Regions from separate parts of the Arachis hypogaea genome. Here region 1 is linked to region 2. The links are chromatin contacts, called in public Hi-C maps. All regions are on one chromosome and are shown on one strand. Each heading gives the region's core, a stretch centred on a gene start, on an enhancer-like site or on the middle of the called end of the contact. The rest is flanking DNA. Distances are from core to core; before and after follow the strand shown. Region 1 holds the start of LOC112750220. Region 2 has its middle 7.4 kb from the start of LOC112750219.

Region 1 (2,700 bases), core at 93-2,592, 450 kb before region 2:
ATGGTTAGAAAATTTAGCAATCGGAATTTAATAATTTAAATATAATATTTAGACTCAGTGAATTTTTCTGAGTCGAAAAATATAGTTTTCTGAATAAAAATGCGCACTGAAAATTTGACCGGCAGTACCGGCTACGATCTGTCCGGTACTGTGGCTGAGAAAATTAATTAAAGTGAATAATTTTAAGAAATGAGAATTTATGATTTGGGAATGTAGAAATATTTAAAATACGATTTAAAACTCTAATCTTAAAGGTTTTGGCCCAAAGTTGGGCCAACGGACTAAAACAAGTGAACCGGGCCTAAGTGGATCCAAGACCAACATATATAAACATTAGTTATGAGTATTTCAGCTCATTTATCCTAAAGAAAGGGGTGTGGGGCGCTAAAATGGGGAAGAGAGGAAGAAGAGAGAAAATCCTAAATCCATCAAACTTCAAATCACCATAACTTTTGATCTGAAACTCCGATTGACGAGCCGTTTGCAGCCACGCGTCGCTCTTTTTATCCTCTATAATTCTATCTAAGTTTTGTAGTGAGTATTTCGTTCTTCTCTGTCCAGTTTTAATTTTTTCCTCTGAAAACGTGATTGGCTATGGGTGTTGAGTAATTTTATGATTTTGATTGTTTATGAGTGCTCTAATATGAGCCATTGGTGAGTTTCATCAACCAATTTTGTGGGTTAAGGTAAGGAACCCTCTAACCCTTGTGATTTATCAATTTCATAAACCGTAGGTTGATTATAAGTGTAAAAATTGATTATGTTAGAGTATTGGGTGATTTTGGTGCATAATTGGAAGATTGGTATTGCTTGTGGGGCCTTGGTAAGGGTTGGAGCTAAGGGTTGGTGGAGACTTCCAAGAAGAAGCTCAATTATTTTGGCTATAAGAGGTACGGTTTAAGTTTCATTTAAGTACCATGTGGTGTGATGAGAATTCCTAGACTAGATGCTCCTAAGATTAAGTTTGGATTGTGTAAATGGTTGGTACTAATATGTATAGTTGATATGTAATATAAATTAAAGATTGGGTTGAGAATTGTGTGAATTTGTATGTTTGGTGTGTTGAGAATTTGATGAATTGGATAATGAATATTAGTTTGTGGAATATGCATTTAAATTGTAAATTTGGGCCAGAGGCTGTGAATCTTGGGTCGGAGGCCGGAAAGACACTACAAAAAAATTGGATTGAAGTGGCAATAATTTTATGGCGGTTACACAAAAATGCCATTTTTCTGCCAATTTCGGCGTTTTTAGTCTCTGCCAAAATTTTCATATTTTTTTAGCGGTTTTAGTTGATTCTGGCGGTTTAAAACCGCCCCTATCATTTTCCGTTTCTCTTTTAATTTGGATGATGTATTGCTGCATATATGAGGAGTTTGTGGGTAATGTAAATGACAAACCCTAATCTTTCTCCGCCGTTTATCTCACGCCATTGTCCTTCACCTCACTTCGCTGCCAGTTATTTCCTCGCTATCATTCATCCCCTCATCGCTTCTCATCTCCTCGCCGCTGCAAGAAACGCTATTGTTGCTGCCTTCATTGAGCTTCTATCTAGTTCTCGATCTGACTTCGATTTGAATATTTGTTGCTGCCGCTTAATTCACCGCCATCGTTCATCTCCCTGCCGCTGCTCATCCCCTCGCGACACCTATCAACATCGTACCGCAGCCTTCAGTGAGCTTCTACGATCTTGTTCTGGCTTCGATCTGAAGGTTAGCCATCGCTTATCATCTCCTTGCTGCTTTGTTTATCACCTCGCCTCTGCAGGCAACATTGTTACTGCCATTAGCGAGCTTCTGCGATTTGGTGCTGCCTTCTGTGTAACTTCCGCGATTACGTCCTCGCTCTCACTGTCAAGAACTTCCTTGAGCACCGCCTCCAGACTCTCGTCTTCAAGTTCGGCGTGGCCAAGTCAATCCACCACGCCATGGTCCTCATTCGCCAGTGCCACATTGGTCTTTCTTTCTTCTTTTCACTTTTTTACTAAATTTTAGGGTTTTTAAATTCCTAAATTTCTATCAATGGTTTGTTTTTGTTCACTGTCAAATTAAGAATCTAATTTCCTTGATTTCTAGGCTTTTGATAAAGTATTATTAAGTTTTGTGATAATAGAAGATCTATTGATTTCAGATGTGCTACTCCAGCTTCATCAAGATTTGCCAATAATAACAATAATAATGATGCACTAGTTCCAGCAACTAAGAATATCAATAGGCCTAGCATGGTGGTGAATGTGAAGGTCTTGAAGAAGCTCTTCTCTGTTAACAACTTTCAAAAGAAACCAAGAAGGAGAGTAAGATAATTATCCTTTTCCTGTGGTGATTTATGTCAATTAGGTATAAAATTGATCTTTTATTCATGTATAAAATTTGAAAGGCTTTTATTAGTCTTTAGTGAGGGGATTAATCCTTATCACTAGAAAGCTATGCCTCTTCAAATGCAATGTAAATATAAATTATAGGGAGAATTTTTCTTTGATTCATTGTTACATGTCACATATGTTCCTATTGGTTCTGTTCCAATCTCTTTTAGCCAAGCCAATTAGATGAAGTTTGAGGCTTTTAAAGTGGCACTATAATCTTCTTGTTTTGGTAGGGGAAGGAAAATAAGCACAATAATGTAATTTCCATTATTCATTTTTTGTTCACTTATAAGCGTTGATTTCTCCATCGGTTATTTATGGATAGTTTCTTAGTAGCT
Region 2 (2,700 bases), core at 147-2,646:
ATAAAAACAAGAGGAGAAAAGCTCCCTGTTACTATCATTTCTATGTAGAAATGTTGAACCCTAAACATACATTAGCATGTGCCCAAAATTTGGGCTATGCCTATATCTACGGTTTTAAAAGGTCAAGCACCCTATGATTTAATTTTCTGCCGTTCAAAGTCTTCGTTATGGATAATAATAATAATAATAATAATAATAATAATAATAATAATAATAATAATAATAATAATAATAATAATAATAATAATAACTTTTTGGCAAAAGACAAGGTGTTTTCATTTTTTTAGCTAAGTTTTTGTATAGTAGATTTTATGGGAAACGCAAAGAAGAAAGTGAAATAGAGATTGAAGAAAAATGAGAGTGAGATACTGAGAAAAAAGCTGCAACGTCAAGTAAGAAAATATCTAGTTATTTCTTGAAAATATTATTTTATTCAATAATGCACGTTCCTCTGATTTTATTTTATTTTATTTTTGATTTTTTTTTTCTTTCGGAGGATACACTAATTTCTTCTTATTTTTGTTTGTGTCCGCTTCTTGTTTTATTTTATTGGTCGGTTTCTATATATTTGTCGACTGGAATTCTAATTGGTTTTTTGGTCGTAGCTTTTTTTATTAAAATTATGCTTTGGTTGATCTAGTAATTAACTTGCTAATCTGTTTAAATAAATATTTGAAGTTTGAATCTTATAATTTATTTATAGAGATGGTAACACTATTTGAATTTGTGGGTATTCATCTGTCTCTACTCACTTGGGGCAAGTAGGGCTGGCAATATATATCTTATTTGTAGGTATCTAATTCGGACTAATCCGTTATTGTCTATCCGACTTGCTGCGGGTAAGGTAGAATAGAATGTGAGTTTATCTTAGGGTACGGGTTTAGGATATACCCTACCCTACCCTATCTACATCCCTAATATATTATATAATATTATATGTAAAAGTTATGTATGTAGTGAAGAAAGTGAGTGTTGAACTCACAATCTTTCTCTTATAAAAACTTGAAATAACCACTAAGTTAGTTGATGATTATATTATTTGTAGTTTTATATTGGATTTCTTTAAGATTTTATTATTTTTAATTTAAATTTAAATTTAGTATTTTATTTTCTATTTTATTAATATGTATGAAATTTAGAATGGTTGAATTTTATATTTACTTAATTTTTTTTTATTTTTCTTCGGTAGGGTCAAGTAGGATAGGGTTTAGAACTTTAGGGTGCGTGTAGGGTTAGGGTTGAGAGATTTTCAACCCGTGGGTAGGGATAGGGTAGAATTTTAAAAAAGTTTTCAACCCGCGGGTAGGGTTAGAGTAGAACCCAAACTCTACCCTACCCTACCCTACCCTACCCTACCCATTGCCAGCCCTAGGGGCAGGTAATTATCCGTCCCGTACTAAGGGGAATTTATAGCAGGACGAATTTTTGGATGGTACGGAACGGGATCGGGTTTAGATAATACCTTCTCTTACTCGTTCTAGTATATATATATATATATATAATATGTGTAATATATGCAAAATAATTAGTTAAATGATTAATAATATTATATCATATTTAAAATTTTATAATTTATGATATGTATGTAACGATGGTTATATAAATTTTAAAAATTTATTTTATTTATTGGATTTTAATAATTATAGGGACAGGTAGGGGTGGAACAAGTACTTCCGAGGATAGAAGCAGGACGGATTCTATGCGAGTTATTGTAGGGCGACGGGGGATCGGGTAGAGTAAAAACACGCCTCTACCCGTCCGGTTGCCACCCCTATCTGGTTTTTTTTTTTTTTTTACTATCAAAGATAGAGAAATTCAAACCCGTAATTTCTAAGTGAGTATAAGAAAACTATGTCATTTGAGCTATAACTCGTTGGCATCTTATCTATTTACTAACAGTAAACCTTTAAACAAAACTTAGGTCCACAGCCAAAAAATGATATTTTGACGGATACCTGCTGGACACCCCCTGTTTCATATAAGGCTCACAGACCCATAAACCCTTTGTAAGCTTGTATTAAATCTGTAACCAATTTTCTTGGGCTTCATACAAATATCTAGAACCAACTTCTTGACCCAAAACCAGAGACCAACTTTACACACATATATTAAAAATACACATAATACAAAAAAAAAAAACCATACTTATAACAAAGAATCGTTTGGGTTTAATATTATTTTAATTAATTTATTGAAAAGTCACCGTAAAGATATTGATAGAGAGTAAAAATTAAGATGAAGCAACACAAAGTTGTACAAATAATAATAAAGTTAAAATAAATAAATAAAGGCTAAAAAAGGCAACTGCATCACTTTTTTTTTTTTTGGTTCATGACTGTATCACTTTCTTCAACTACTATCTTTAGTGGGAAAAAAATTGGGCTTGTTGAGATAAGATTTGTTACGTGGATGTCCATTTATGAAGGGCGGTGTAGTATTCTCAAAGAAGAATGTTTTTAATAAGCATTTGAAAATCTATCCTATGTACATCTATAAATAGAGGTTTAAGCTCTGAAAGTTACATAACAACAGAACAAAATACCATTCTCCCTTTCTTACAAATAAATCAATCCTCTTTTATGCTGCAATCAAATACTCTTCTCCTTATATTTTTACTACAATTCTTTCTCTTCTTTTATTTTATAAGTATTTTAAATTCTATTTTCTATTACTCTTTACATATAATATTAATAGCAATAT

What was found. A called contact is a pair of places that touch in the nucleus more often than the background predicts.
Region 1: a Hi-C map of an unstated tissue shows a contact between it and region 2, with 4 times the contacts expected there. The contact joins the promoter of LOC112750220 here to the enhancer-like site in region 2. A contact is called at or near these places in 2 of 8 Hi-C or Micro-C datasets (leaf and an unstated tissue).

The regions. Positions count from the first base shown.
Region 1 is chr15:42,936,130-42,938,829 of arahy.Tifrunner.gnm2.J5K5, reverse strand. It overlaps LOC112750220, which reads left to right and starts at 1,342. Exons shown (of 9, transcript XM_072216182.1): 1 at 1,342-1,674; 2 at 1,768-1,955; 3 at 2,131-2,700. The coding sequence starts at 1,392. The coding sequence ends at 2,166.
Region 2 is chr15:42,485,272-42,487,971 of arahy.Tifrunner.gnm2.J5K5, reverse strand. No RefSeq gene overlaps it. Among protein-coding and RNA genes, the nearest start is that of LOC112750219, 7.4 kb to the right of the region's middle. Within about 2 kb of position 1,396, at least 1 of the 3 cell types and tissues checked has open chromatin away from gene starts, as enhancers often do.